Regions from separate parts of the Hordeum vulgare genome. Here region 2 is linked to region 1. Evidence: chromatin contacts called from public Hi-C data. All regions are on one chromosome and are shown on one strand. The core of a region is the stretch at or near the end of the contact, and the rest is flanking DNA. Distances in the headings are between cores, read along the strand shown. Region 1 holds the start of LOC123403462 (glucose-6-phosphate 1-dehydrogenase, chloroplastic-like). Region 2 holds the start of LOC123402228 (ubiquitin fusion degradation protein 1 homolog).

What was found. Hi-C and Micro-C count contacts between places; a contact is called where the count stands out from the background.
Region 2: a Hi-C map of leaf shows a contact between it and region 1, with 4 times the contacts expected there. The contact joins the promoter of LOC123402228 here to the promoter of LOC123403462 in region 1. A contact is called at or near these places in 2 of 6 Hi-C or Micro-C datasets (both in leaf).

The regions. Positions count from the first base shown.
Region 1 is chr6H:112,683,555-112,691,393 of MorexV3_pseudomolecules_assembly, reverse strand. It overlaps LOC123403462 (glucose-6-phosphate 1-dehydrogenase, chloroplastic-like), which reads left to right and starts at 4,592. Exons shown (of 8, transcript XM_045097401.1): 1 at 4,592-4,925; 2 at 5,016-5,173; 3 at 5,257-5,351; 4 at 5,662-5,776; 5 at 5,947-6,158; 6 at 6,231-6,380; 7 at 6,485-6,605; 8 at 6,682-7,592. The coding sequence starts at 4,739. The coding sequence ends at 7,368.
Region 2 is chr6H:113,034,975-113,042,813 of MorexV3_pseudomolecules_assembly, reverse strand. It overlaps LOC123402228 (ubiquitin fusion degradation protein 1 homolog), which reads left to right and starts at 3,667. Exons shown (of 10, transcript XM_045096122.1): 1 at 3,667-3,807; 2 at 4,616-4,651; 3 at 5,047-5,124; 4 at 5,881-5,905; 5 at 5,988-6,020; 6 at 6,135-6,256; 7 at 6,341-6,471; 8 at 6,627-6,850; 9 at 6,948-7,189; 10 at 7,348-7,750. The coding sequence starts at 4,643. The coding sequence ends at 7,437.

The DNA of each region.
Region 1 (7,839 bases), core at 3,343-5,842:
GAGGGGGATTCGGATACGGAGGGCTTCTTCATCAACACCATGATCTCTCCGATGATGCGTGAGTAGTTCACCATGGACCTTTGGGTCCATGGCTAGTAGCTAGATGGCTTCTTCTCTCTCTTGGATCTTCAATACAAAGTTCTCCATGATCTTCATGGAGATCTATCCGATGTAATCTTCTTCTGCGGTGGGTTTGTCGAGATCCGATGAATTGTGGATTTATGATCAGATTATCTATGAATCTTATTTGAGTTTCTTCTGATCTCTTTTATGCATGATTTCATATCCTTGTAATTCTCTTCGAGTTGTGCGTTTTGTTTGGCCAACTTGATCTATGATTCTTGCAATGGGAGAAGTGCTTGGTTTTGGGTTCATACCGTGCGGTGACCTCACCCAGTGATAGAAGGGATAGCGAGGCACGCATCGTGTTGTTGCCATCAAGGGTAAAAAGATGGGGTTTTCATCATTGATTTGAGTTTATCCCTCTACATCATGTCATCTTGCTTAAGGCGTTACTTTGTTCGTTATGAACTCAATACACTAGATGCATGCTGGATAGCGGTCGATGTGTGGAGTAATAGTAGTAGATGCAGAAAGTATCGGTCTACTTGTCTCGGACGTGATGCCTATATGTATGATCATTGCCTTAGATATCATCATGACTTTGCGCGGTTCTATCAATTGCTCGACAGTAATTTGTTCACCCACCGTATTATTTTCTATTTTGAAAGAAGCCTCTAGTGAACACTATGGCCCCCGGATCTACTTCACACCATATTTTCAGCCTTACAATTTTACTTCGTTGCACTTTCCGCCTTCAGATCTCACTTTGCAATCAATCTTGAAGGGTTTGACAACCCCTTTATAGCGTTGGGTGCAAGCTCTTTTGTGTTTGCGCGGGTACTCTGGACTTGACGCGATTCTCCTACTGAATTGATACCTTGGTTCTCAAACTGAGGGAAATACTTACTGCTCCTATGCTGCATCGCCCTTTCCTCTTCAAGGGAAAAACCAACGCAAGCTCAAAAGACGACAGAAGGATTTCTGTCGCTGTAGTAGTCCGCAGTGTCCATGTCCATGGGATCTTCATCTCCAGGAGGCGACGTCACCGAGGTAGCAGCTCTGGCATGCAAATTCCACTCGCACATCAAAGGTATGAAATTTCACAACGACAAAAGAAAGAAAGAGGTAAACACTCACGCTGAAGAAACTGGCATAGCAATCCTCATTCGAGGTATTGCCTTCCGAGGCTTGGGAGCGTGAGGTTTGGGTTGTTTGGCGGCCTTTTCTGCTAACTCAGTTGTGGCAGCTCGATCACGCTTCACATTCCTAGTGCTTGACACTAAGGTCTTGCTTGGGGTAGCCGCCGGATCATGGCGATGCTTGGATCGAGACTCGGTGCACGGCGGGGACTCGATCTCCTCCTCACTCTCCTCCAAGTCATCTTTGCTCCCCTCGTTGTCCTCAGCATAGTCGCTATCGGCGCTGCCACCTTCTCTTTCCGCACCGACGTCAAGTTGATCCCCGTTCGGCACAGGTGAATGCATGTTTGTCCAGTCCTACAAGACGTAAAAATAGTAAAGTCAGTCGGCCGAAGATTCAATCACTCAACAAAGATATGAAAGTAATCGGTAAGGAAATAACTCACCAAGTTCCGTGCCTTGTTTTCAATAGAGAAAGGCAAGACCCGCTTGGCTCCTAATAGATTGTCACAGGCTCCAGTGATGCCTCTGAGCCACTGAGCCACGGTTTCTTTAGAAACTTCCTCTGGGTGCAACCGAGTGGAATCCTCAGGGCCCAAATAATGCCACATGGCATGATCGCTCTCCTGAAGAGGCTGAATATGCCGGTCGAGGAATGTTTCAAGCAAGTCCATCCCAGTCACTCCGCCACGGACCAACTTGACCACCTCATTTACCAGAATCCCTACCTGAACCTTCTCATCATCCGAGACATTTATCGTTCTAGGAGAAGTTGGCCGCTCCAAAGTGAATGGGAGAAGGCCAGTCGACATATTTGGAGATGCAATATCATTACAATAAAACCAAGTCGACTGCCAGTTTCGGACCGACTCGGGAAGGGTCATGTGAGGATATGTACTCCTACTCCTCTTCTGAATCCCTAGAACACCGCACAACTGAATGACATGAACTATCACTCGGATTAACTTTCTTCGCCGATTGGGAGCGCACAGTGAAGATGTGTTTAAAAAGTCCCCAATGAGGAGGACAGCCCAAAAAGCATTCGCGCAGTGTTACGAATGCGGCAAGGTATGCGATGGAATTGGGAAGAAGATGATGAAGTTGTGCACCAAAGTAATTTAGAAAACCACGGATGAAAGGATGAGGGGGCAAGGAAAAACCTCACTCGATATGAGTGAGGAGGAGGACCCATTCTCCTTCGCGTGGCTCCGGCTCGACCTCCCCCTCAGGAAGCCTCCGCGACTTCTCAGCTATCATCCCGTGTACGACGAGCTCCAGAATATCCTCCTTCCGGACGGTTGACGGGAGAAAATCTCCCTGGATCCACCCTGGCAGCAGCGCGGATCGGCCGCCTGACTTCTTCGACTTTCCGCCCTTTTTGGCGAGCTCAAGCTTGCTCATCTTGCCTTTCGTCATCTCAGCGGTGGCTGAGGCAGATCAAAGCAGCACCTACGGGGCGGAGATGGAAAGGAAACAGAGGAGAATCAAGCAAATGCATTGCTCCAACCCTAATGTCGGTCGGATTTATAATTGTCCGAGTGAGTCACTGACTGTTGGGCCCGCCGGATCTGTGAATATCCCGATAACAGAGGATGCGCGATACCTGGCGATAAGGGCGACACGATGATCGAGGCGTCATTATCCCAATTGCCCTCGTTGTTGCGTCATCACACTGCAGTGCGTGCTAACCTAAATTTCGAATCCTGTGAAATCCGGACCAGACAAAGTGATCCGTCACATCTCAAGATCCTGTTAGTCACTCGGATAAACCTCAATGCTCAAATTCACTCGGACGTACTTCACAGCAGAATAGATCACGGTGAATGACGAAGACTTCAATCGACGCACAATTCTACTAAGCCCCAAAGCGCGTTCAAGATTTGTATGCCTCGATAAAATTTGCATCGACCCCATCCTCACTCGAACCCCGATCCATTCGAGGGCTAATGATGGGGATATGTACCTAGGGTAGGGCCATAGGCCTGACCTACATGTCCTACCTAAGGGCACATTATTAAAAACTTGAAGACTACAAGGAGGACTCCGACTGGATAGCGATAGCGTCTGAATCACTCGGTAAGCAATCACTCGGAGAATCTCCCCATTCACTCGACAATCAACTTCCACTCGGAAGAACCAGAAGCCAGTCGACGCAGAAGACCAGAAGCCACTCCAGGGAGGCCAATAGGCGAGCGTTCGGTTGGTCGTCATAAGTAACATTAATTACGTACGCTATCAGTAACGTAGGCCTTAAAACTCCATTGATCAAACCCTTGGTTGCCTGGTATTGATGAGGAGCAGCGCACTCTATATAAGCCGCCCTCCCCTCTTGCACAAGGGTTCACACCCCCTGTAACACACATTCCACACCGCAAGAGCTCCCGAGCACTGAGATGTAGGGTGTTACCTCCACGAGAGGGGCCTGAACTCATACATCTTGTGTACAAGCTTGCTGTAGCTAGGACTCTGTCCTCTCCTTTCGTACCCCTCACCTCTACTGTCAGGTTCATTCCCACGAGAGCGGCCTCTTGCAGTCCTTCGCCTCATGGTCGGGTAGGCTGCAATGAAAGCACACGACATCGTTCGTGCAGTCGCTCCGGTAGTGCCCCTTCTCCAAGCACGTGAAGCACTTGTCACGCATCTTGGGGTCAACTTCCTTGCGGGTCGGGTGGGGGGAGGGGGCGAGAGGCCGGCGCCACCTCCTGCAAACCGACGCCATGCCTGCAAACCGACGCCATGCCTGCGCTTCCACATGGTCTTCTTGGACGACGCAACTTCTTGCCATGGCACCACGCGCCCGCACGACTCGACTTCTGCGCCCGGGGCTTTGTGCGTCGTCGGCGCAGTGTCGATCGCCGACTTCTCTGGCGCCGAGGAGATACCCAGGCCAGAACGATGGGTCGCTCACGCCCATGGAAGGAGGAGTTAATGGATCTCAGGTATGACGACATGGCCGGCCCCGGGGGAGGGGGGGCGGCGAGGAAGGGGTGGAAGAGAGGCGCCGCGGTCGGAGTGACGGGCGGAATTAAGGGGGTGGACGGCGTAGCTGGAGTAGCCAACGGCGGGGAGGGTGGACGCCGACGTCGGAGTGGCGCACGACAGGGAGAGACCTAGAGAAGGACTAGTCACACGGAGAGAAGGACTAGTCCATTTCATCAAGAAAATGTGTCAGTTGAGTCTGTCGAAGACGCTCATATGGATAGAAAATGGGTGGGTGTTTGTAGATGTGACTGTATGTATCGTATGCGTATGTACTGCATGCCGAAAAGAAAAGGAAAATAAGGAGAGGAAAGAAATATCTTGAAGCAAATCAAGCAATTACCATCTTTTGGAATATTTGATTGATGGAATTATTTATGACCACACGTGCTTGGACCACTGCCCTCAATCTCTCAGCCCCAGTGTCAACAAGCAATTATCAAGAACATCGAAGCCCCATTCGTCAGAGCCAAGCATCCAAATCATTTTCTCCACATCAGATTCAGATGGATTGATAGTTTGATACTCTCAACTATTCTTGTTTCCTTCTTGACCCAATGGCCGCCATCGACTTACGCTTCCATCTCCATCCTGCCGCCTTCTCCTCTGTCCACCCGTCCAATCCAAGCACCAAACCGCACCGCCATTGCCCACCTCAGAGGATCCATGCTGCAGGAAGAAGGTGCCTTCTCACGGCGAAGTCCTCAAATGGGCACCCGCAGATCGGGGCCTCCTTCAACGATGGTACTCGGACGTGCAACTAGCACGGCTGTCTGAAGTCTGAACTCACTGCTGCTTGTACAAGAATATTGTACCGAGAGGTGGTTGTTGCAGGGGTGCTAGATGCTAAGCCGTCTGGAGCTGGAGGCCCGGCGACGGAGCAGGGAGGGAACACCGTCAGCATCACAGTCGTCGGAGCCTCCGGTGATCTTGCCAAGAAGAAGATCTTCCCGGCGCTCTTCGCCTTGTTCTACGAGGACTGGCTCCCCGAGGTTTCAGTTAACTTTGTGTGGTTCTTCAGTTTGGGCTTTGGAGCATGGTAGCGATTTGCTTTAGTTAACCTCTGTTAATGCAGCATTTTACAGTCTTTGGTTATGCTCGTAGCAAAATGAGCGATGAAGAGCTCAGGAACATGATTAGCATGACCCTAACCTGTCGGATTGATCAGAGGTACTGCTTACAAATCTTCATACTTGGTCCCTCCCTCCCTATGCTATGCGAGTCGTCTGTGTTGGTTTTGCCTGTGTTATCTGATCTATTTTGAGCCAATTTTGGTAGTAATGAAAATAGCAACACGTACAATGGCATGGCACAATGTATCCTCAAATATTTGTCTGATTTTGCATTACGTCTATCCAATTTATCCATAAAAAAAGGTCAACTCAATTTATGTTGTCCATTGTCGTAGAGGTCCATATGTATTTTGAATCTCTGGGCACATATTCAGAATGTAACACATCATATTCGAATGGCGAAACAGGGCGAACTGCAGTGAAAAGATGGATAAATTTCTGAAGAGATGCTTCTATCAGTCCGGACAGTACAACTCAGAGGAAGGATTTCGCGAATTAGACAGAAAGCTTACAGAAAAAGAGGTAATCCCGAATTCATAGCACATAATTTTTCTAGCCCTGTACGATGAAATGCTACCAAGTAATTATTCGCACAGAAAAAGAGATACCAAGTAGGAGTAATTGCACTGCAGAATTCATGGAAAATATTGCATAGAAAAAGGAGTTGAGGCCAAATGTTTGTCATCAATCAGGCTGGGAAGCTACCAAACAGGTTGTTCTACTTGTCTATTCCACCAAATATATTCGTGGACGTGGTAAGATCTGCCAGCCGCACCGCTTCACTGCCGGGTGGGAGTGGCTGGACGAGGTTTATAGTGGAGAAGCCATTCGGCCGCGATTCTGAGTCCTCGGGGGAGCTTACCAGATCCCTGAAAATGTATTTAGAGGAGGAACAAATCTTCAGGTAACATATAAATGCAGAGTGTTTGCAGAGACTCGCCCTATTTCTTAGGATTTGACAGCGGAAATGTGACAGGATTGACCATTATCTGGGCAAGGAGCTGGTCGAAAACCTGTCGGTCCTCCGTTTCTCCAACCTTGTGTTCCAGCCATTGTGGTCGAGGGACTACATTCGGAATGTGCAGCTCATATTCTCCGAAGACTTCGGCACTGAGGGTCGAGGCGGGTCTGCGCTGCTCCGGCGTCCAGTCGGATCTGATAAGAATGTTCATTAATTAGGCAATGGATTCAACATGTAGATAACGGTTTCTTTGTTGGTTTGCATTGCAGCTACTTCGACAACTACGGGATCATCCGCGACATCATGCAGAACCACTTGCTGCAGATACTGGCCCTGTTCGCCATGGAGACTCCGGTCAGCCTCGCCGCCGAGGACATCCGCAACGAGAAGGTAGTATGTGTAGCAGAGCAGCATGATCGGTCAGACGTACTATAGCCAGACTAAATTGGGTGCTCTGCTTCTTCAGGTGAAAGTGTTGCGATCGATGAGGCAGCTGAAGCTGGAGGACGTGGTGGTGGGGCAGTACAAGGGCCACACGCGCGGCGGCAAGTCGTTCCCGGCCTACGTGGACGACCCGATGGTGCCCAACGACAGCGTGACCCCGACCTTCGCGGCGGCGGCGCTCTTCATCGACAACGCGCGGTGGGACGGGGTGCCGTTCCTGATGAAGGCCGGCAAGGCGCTGCACACCCGGCGCGCGGAGATCAGGGTGCAGTTCCGGCGCGTGCCCGGGAACCTCTACCGCGGGAACGTGGGGACGGACCTGGACATGGCCACCAACGAGCTGGTGCTCCGGGTGCAGCCCGACGAGGCCATCTACCTCAAGATCAACAACAAGGTGCCCGGGCTCGGGATGAGGCTCGACAGCAGCAACCTCAACCTCTTCTACTCCGAGAGGTACCAGCGGGAGATACCGGACGCGTACGAGCGGCTCCTCCTGGACGCCATGGAGGGGGAGCGCCGGCTCTTCATCCGGAGCGACGAGCTCGACGCGGCCTGGGCCATCTTCACGCCCGTGCTCAGGGAGCTCGAGGACAAGAGGGTGGCGCCCGAGCTCTACCCGTACGGCAGCCGGGGTCCTGTCGGCGCGCACTACCTCGCCGCCAACTACAACGTCAGGTGGGGGGACATCAGCAGCGACGGATCCTTGTAGCAAGCTCTGCCCATTGGCTACGGCCTATGCACTCTACTCAGGCTCAATCAAGCTGTGACGAACAATTTTTTTTGAGAGTAGGCGACGTATCATAATTTTACAGAAAAGAAAGAACATATAAAAGAGCTTTCTAGTGATGCGGGCATCACAGCAAGCAATACAACTCAACGTCCACATTCAAAGAAACTAGGCCTACTTTCTCACAAAAAGACTGAGAACATCAACTCCTAGCACTGCCTCTTTCCACTCACGAACTTCCTTCATCATACAATTGGATTGCGGTTTTGAATTGATCCGAACGGTTGGACACCCTTGGGTTCCTTTGTTTCCAAAGTGACTATGCGGCAGCAATTATCGAAGTGTCAAATCCTCTCTTGTTGGCTCCCTGGAAGGTCTCTCGGGCTTGAAGCCACCATTCGAGAATGTGGTCTTGCGGTTCCGGTTGTCGCACTTTGATGTTCAGGGAGGTCA
Region 2 (7,839 bases), core at 2,418-4,917, 350 kb before region 1:
CCTCCCAGGAGGGCAACGGTCATACGTTTCAACACACCATTATTAACATTTAAGGCTTACGTTACCTGTAACGTAGGCATTTACTCGCCACTATTCCACCCCTATCCATCGGGCCATTATGAAGGGCAGCGCACTCTATATAAGCCGCCCTTCCCCACTGGTGCAGGGGTTGGCATTTACTGTAATCCTATATTCCACTCGACACTAAGCTCCCAAGACCACTGAGACGTAGGGCTTTTACCTCCACCGTAGAGGGGCCTGAACTCATACATCCTCGCCGTAGCTAAGGCTCTGCCCATCCTTTCGTACCCTACACTTCTACTGTCAGACTTATACCCACGACAGCAAATATCACGGTGGGTAAATAAATTACTGTCGAGCAATTGATAGAACCGCGCAAAGTCATGATGATATCTAAGGCAATGATCATACATATAGGCATCATGTCTGAGACAAGTAGACCGTTACTTTTTGCATCTACTACTATTACTCCACACATCGATCGCTATCCAACATGCATCTAGTGTATTGAGTTCATGACGAACATAGTAACGCCTTAAGCAAGATGACATGATGTAGAGGGATAATCTCAAACCAATGATGAAAACCCCAACTTTTTACCCTTGATGGCAACAACACGATGCGTGCCTCGCTACCCCTTATGTCACTGGGTGAGATCACTGCACGGTATGAACCAAAAACCAAGCACTTCTCCCATTGCAAGAATCATAGATCTAGTTGGCCAAACAAAACTCACAACTCGAAGAGAATTACAAGGATATGAAATCATGCATAAGAGAGATCAAAAGAAACTCAAATAAGATTCATAGATAATCTGATCATAAATCCACAATTCATCGGATCTCAACAAACACACCACAAAAGGAGATTACATCGGATAGATCTCCATGAAGATCATGGAGAACTTTGTATTGAAGATCTAAGAGAGAGAAGAAGCCATCTAGCTACTAGCTATGGACCCGTAGGTCTATGGTGAACTACTCACGCATCATCGGAGAGGTCATGGTGTTGATGAAGAAGCCCTCCGTATCCGAATCCCCCCTCCGGCAGGGCACCAGAACGTGCCCGAGATGGGATCTTGCGGAGACAGAAGCTTGCGGCGGCGGAAAAATACTTTCGATGATCTCTTGTTTTTTCTGGTATTTTAGGGAACATATAGGCGCAAAACCTAGGACACAGGAGGTTTAGGGGGCCCACAAGCCTGGGAGGCCCGACCTCCCCCCTGGCCGGGGCTAGAGGGCTTGTGGGGTCCCTGGGGACCCCTTGCCTTGGTTCTCAAGTCTCCCTATCTTCTTCTGTTTCGGAAAAAATCTTTTCGGGGATTTTATTCCGTTTGGACTCTGTTTCAAATCTTCCTCTGAAAAAGGTCAAAAACACGGAAAAAACAGGAACTGGCACTTCGCATTGAGTTAATAAGTTAGTCCCAAAAAAATATAAAAGGCATACAAAACATCCAAAGTTTGACAAGATAATAGCATGAAACAATCAAAAATTATAGATATGTTGGAGACGTATCATCATGCTATAAGTAGTCATGTGAATTTGGTATTCGTTTGATATTTTGATGCGTTGTATGTTGTTTTTCCTCTAGTGGTGTTATGTGAACGTCGACTACATAACACTTCACCATTATTTGGGCCTAGAGGAAGGCATTGGAAAGTAATAAGTAGATGATGGGTTGCTAGAGTGACAGAAGCTTATACCCTAGTTTATGCGTTGCTTCGTAAGGGGCTGATTTGAATCCACTAGTTTAATGCTTTTGTTAGACTTTGTCTTAATTCTTCTTTCTTAGTTGCGGACTCTTGCGAGAGGGGTTAATCATAAGTGGGATGTTTGTCCAAGTAAGGGCAACACCCAAGAACCGGTCCACCCACATATCAAACTATCAAAGTAGCGAACGCGAATCATATGAACATGATGAAAACTAGCTTGACAGAAATTCTCATGTGTCCTCGGGAGCGCTTTACCTCCTATAAGAGTTTGTCCAGTCTTGTCCCTTGCTACAAAAGGGATTGGGCCATCTTGTTGCACCTTTGTTATCGTTGTTACTTGCTACTTGCTACGAATCATCTTATCACACAACTATCTGTTACCGATAATTTTAGTGCTTGCAGAGAATACCTTGCTGAAAACCACTTGTCAGATCCTTCTGCTCCTCGTTGGGTTCGACACTCTTACTTATCGAAAGGACTACGATAGATCGCCTACACTTGTGGGTCATCAGTACGCACCCGACAACAACACATCATGGACGGCGTACTTCGTACACTGTCATGCCGCCCAGCTTGCCGCCACCAACGGTGCCGACCCCCCACGACCGCTTCAACTACGAGGGGCGACACCAATGGTGGGGCGTCCCCGACCGCACGTTGAAGGCCGTCTTCGAGCACAAGGGCAGCAACTCGCCGCGTATGGAATACCCGGCGCCCCCCTCCTTCTCCCGCCTCCGCGACAGTTCTTGGACGTCGAGGCGCACGGAGATGGCTTCCTCCTCCTCGTTCGGCTCCCACTCCCGCTCCTCTGGGTCGCCGACGCTCCTCCCCATCAAGCTGGAGCTGCTGGAGACGCTGCTAGGGCGGCACACATGCAGCGGCCCCCTCGTCATCAACGAGGGTGGCGTCTCTTCTCCTCCAACCTCCTCCCCCCGTCTCGTAAAGCGAAGACCGGGCTGGTGTTCCGTCCCGTTAAGCAGGAACACCTCTCCATGGCTGCCGCTGCCGAGATCGCGCTTAAATGGGCGCAAGACGATTACGTCCAGGAGGACATGGAGCTCCAGCCCCGCGCCCTCGAGATTACCGCTCGATGTCGCGGTCGCGAGTAGGGTGGCGTCATCGTCCTCGATGGCAGCGACGAGGAGGCACCATGGCCGTCCAACCCCGTTCGCCACGACGACCCAGGGCAGGGGTGCAGGACAACGACGACTTCTACAAGCTTCTCGGCATGTAGAAGGCGACAGTGACGGCTTAGTAGTTTTTCAATTTCATTTTAAATTATGTTTTTAGTTCAGTTTGTAAAAATATCAATGAAAACGGTGCATTTCCTTCAAATTTGTGTCATTTTAGGTCGAATTTAGGCCAAGTTTGATTAAAAAAAAACCCGATTGGGGGCGACCTTGGGGGGTGCGGGTGGGAACCTCAGCCCCCCCGGGTGATTTTTCCGCTGGCGCGCCCTGAGGCGGTGCTATTTCAAACCTGTGGTGGGGGGGGGGAATGGCTGGAGATGCTCTTACATCTATGAATTTTTTTTTTCGAATATGTGAATGTGTTCAAACACTTACATGTACATATGTGAGCATCTTTCTAAAACTACACTAATACATCTTTATAAATAAATACATTTAAGAAAATATGAGATGGTTATTTCTAGTCCGTACATAGGCATGTTTACATTGAGATACTTGAACATGTTTTCCCTTTTTTTTGCAATATAGAACATTTTAAATATTTAAATTATGTTAGCAATATTTCAAAACATACTTCCGAATTTGTTTTTTTCTTAGAAAATAAAATGTGTGACCTTATTGGGCTTCGGCTGTGATCAGGCCTTGAGCCGAGCCTGAGGCAGTATTTCACTTGGGCCACACGTCGGAAGCCTAGCCCAACTAGGAGCTCGGTTCCTCTTCCTCCTCATCCCCTATATTCTTCTCCTCATTTCTTCCTTCCGATCGAAGCCAACCTACCTCCGTCCGCTTGAGCTCGAGCGCAACCGCCGAAACCGAGGACGACTCTTCTCCGCACCGCCGCCGCCGCCGCCTCCTCTTCGGCCGACCGGAGAACCGGTGCTTAGGTATTTACCAGTAACCCTCGACTCAGCTTCTCCGCCTCTTTTTACCCTTCGCCGGCACCGATCAATCTCTCCGGTACCTCCACCCGATTTCGGTCCCGAGCCCGTCCGTGCTTCGATGCGATGCCCAGATCGTCAATCCAATCCGATATACTAAGCGGATACATCCGTACTTGGCGCATACCCTTGCCTGCTGCCAGTTCGTCCCTCAAGTTTGGAAAAAACGAAGCCTTTTCTTTCTCTCATGCGTTTTGACGACGAGCAACCTCTCGCGCTAGTATTTTGCTAATTTATTTGAAGTATATATTGTGCTACGGAGTAGTAATTTACTTGACTCTGTGGACTTTTTATGTCCTGGAAGAATTTTGTTGGTAGCGCTACCCCGGTTATCCTCCAGCAAGTCAATAACCCTTGGGATTTGTGGAACTAGAGAACCTATTCACTCATAGTAGGATCTATAAATCTAATAGCATGTAGAAATTGATTGTTTAGACTTTGGAGCCTGATTGTGGCTTTGTCCCCTGAAGATTTGTTTGGTTGGCTTAGATTGATTAACTTGACTGCACCATATTATAGTCCTCTTTGCTGGCCCCGAGAAGCTACTACAGCTTATCAACAATGAATGTCTGCAAATGTGTATCAGCAATTTTGAATAGGTTGAATAGGTCTTGTGTCTTCATATTATCACAAATAAACACTGTGTGAGTGGAATCTTCATTTTTCCAGTTGTTATTATGCGTGACTGTGTTGTTGTATTATCTGCTTATGTTCACCATCGTTTTAATTATATGTTCCTGTTCCTCATATGCAGGTTCAAAAGGGGTTAACCTTCCTGTCCATGAATATGGTAAGTCCTTTGGACAAATTTGATCTTACTATTAGCTGTTTGGAACTATGTTACCTTCAGGAGCACATCATCGAAATTCAGACCTATAAACTCCTTAATTGAACTTGTCAGCGACTAGCCATAGCTTCAATTAGTCTGGTAGCACTTGATTAAGATCCAAATCATCTGTGTACCACATGTGCTGTTATTCTCAAACCTTGGATATCTTCTGGATTTGTGAGCTAGTATATCCCTTCGTTATCAGTTTGCATCTTTGCTATGCATTTGATAATCAGTTACATTTTTGGACATAGCAGCACCTTTTTGCCATGAATAGTTTCCCAGTAATTCCCTATAGCTTCATCAATTGCTGAATCATGTTGCATGATTCTAATACAATTATTTGTTTTGATTAGTATTTTGAAGGCTACGGTTACCGTGGAAGTACTTTTGAGCAGACCTATCGCTGCTACCCTGCATCTTTTATTGACAAGGTATGTGAATCTTCTTTTCATTAGGTGCCATGTACCCATTTGATAATTATTTTTGAAATATAAAATATGGTGATATAGAAGTGTAATTTAATGTGAAAAATTCGAATACTTTTCATACGTATGTGTAATCAATGTTATAAAATGTTGCAAGCAATCTAACAAGTAAAAACGATAATGGATGCATTGTAAATTTGGAGTTGCAATCCTTTTGATATTGATCTTTATTTTCTAGTTCAAGTCAGTACCAACACAAGCAAACTTTGCTCAGTGTTGATGCATGAGTCTTCATGCATTACCCACTTCCATAGTTCCATGAATCATGTCAGATCGGTATTTTCTCTGAAGTATTAATCTGATCTCTTGTCTATGTTCTAGTGGTATTGCTTCTGTCTGGTTAAGGATAGAAATTGTATTTCTACATGTTCTTTGTTCTCCCTCTCAACTGTGTTTGATTTTCAGCTTTTAATCTTGATCGTCTGGTTATGACCCTTTCTGTTCCTAGTTAACATGATTTATAGTTTCTTTGTTGACATGATTTATAGGTTGAGATAATTAAGAAAGTGATTTCTCAGTAACTAAATATGTGCTGCCTGGCAGCATGTTTCCATTCACTCTTGCGGTCTTGCATCATTAATATATAGAAGAATCTAGCGGAATTATTAATGTATAGAAGAATCTAGCAGAATTATTACTCCTCAAAGTAAAGTATTATTTCCATGAATTTATCTGAAAGATCTTTTGCACCCTTTCTTGCAGCCACAGCTTGAATCTGGTGACAAAAGTATGCTCTCTCTTCACTAATTTCCTTGCGTCTTTAAGTTACTTTTGGCAGTTGAAATGATAATTACCTTTCTTCCTTTCAGTTATCATGCCACCTTCGGCACTTGATCGTCTTGGTAAGTTGGCAGTGTTAGTAAGAGACATGCATATGTTGATAGTGTACTTTCTCTCTGCGACTATTCTGTGCACCATTTCGAACTAAATTCTCAAATGTGTTAATTCCTCTGCAGCGTCTCTGCATATTGAGTATCCTATGCTATTTGAAGTCCGCAACACAGGAGCAGAACGTACTTCACACTGTGGTGTCCTAGAGTTCATTGCAGAAGAAGGCATGATCTACATGCCATACTGGGTAGGCCCAGGTTTAAGATATTTTCATGCTTATTTCTATGTGATACCATCATGTCAATCAAACTAACTCCCATGTACTCATCAGATGATGCAAAATCTTCTTTTGCAAGAAGGAGATATGGTGTTTATAAAAAATGCCAACCTCCCAAAGGGCACATATGTGAAGCTGCAGCCTCATACAACTGACTTCTTGGACATTTCAAATCCCAAAGCGATGTTAGTATTGTTCTGATAAAACTACTTTTTTTCCCTTGGGAACTTCTTTGCCTTATTTTGCTATGCCTGTTGTCTGTTGCACCTTCATTGGAGTTTCCTGGTATGAGTAGTGAGATCTGAAGAATACTAATTTCCTGTTCATGTCATTGTTGCAGCTTGGAAAAAACTTTGCGGAACTACTCTTGTCTAACCACTGGTGACAGCATTATGGTGGCATATAATAACAAGAAGTACTACATTGATATAGTTGAAACAAAGCCTTCCAGTGCTATAAGTATAATTGAGACTGATTGTGAGGTTGACTTCGCCCCACCACTTGACTATAAAGAACCTGAGCGGCCAAAACCTACTGCTCCTCCGAGCGCTGATCCTGCTGCAGGTAGCTTTCTTGCTTTGTTCTTAATTAGTAACTTTTGGTGGAATGCATCAAATCCTTTTAACGTTCATCACTAAGGACCAGTATGTTCCTGTTGCAGAGGCTCAAGTTGAGGAGGAACCTAAGTTCAGCCCCTTCACTGGTCCTGGTAGGCGCCTGGATGGCAAGCCTGCTAAAGATCTGGATGCGTCATCCTCTTCGCCTGCAAAGCGACAAGCTAATGCAACCAACAGTGTTCAGCCATCAGCAGCCTCCACCTCACAGAGCACCGCGCCTCGTAAAACCACGGGAAAACTTGTCTTTGGCTCTGGCGGAAGCCAGTCATCAAAAGGAACAGAAAAGGTTGGTATTTTGTAACATGTATCTTGTGATGGCCATCTTGAAAACTCAATGAGTAACCGTGGCATTCTCTGGCATTTGAGATGCATGGAAAACTGCCTTTTCCAGGCCTCCAGCTTTGAACGCTAGCGTCATCTTAACATTTTGTGCATCAATGCTAGGTACCCGAAAAGGATGCAAAGGAGGACCCGAAGAAAGAGGAGCCGAAATTTTCAGCATTCACGGGAAAGAAGTACTCCTTGAAGGGCTGAATGTCCAGAGTATGTATTTATCACTTATCAGCACTTCCTATCACAAACATCATCAGGGAGAAGAGTTCAGTCAGCTATTGTTTAGTTTCCTGATCCCTTTTGGGAGCTGGGGCATCTTTTGGTGGAGTATCAATGCTTCTTTCCTGTCAACTGATCCTTATGTCAGCCACCGTGGGTCAGTTTGACTGATTTGTAAAAAGTATTTTAATGTCTGGTCATGGATTTTTAGTGAGTTCCTACACATTTTGCGTTTGTCTGCGCTATTGGTTTGGACTTCAAGGGCAGTTTTAATGGCTTTGACCAGCACGTATAATAGCTCTCTGTCGACGCACCGTCACGTTCCTAGTTGATCATGCTTCTATTGTTTGAAGGAAAGAGCTCTTTACTTTCTTTTAAAGGTGA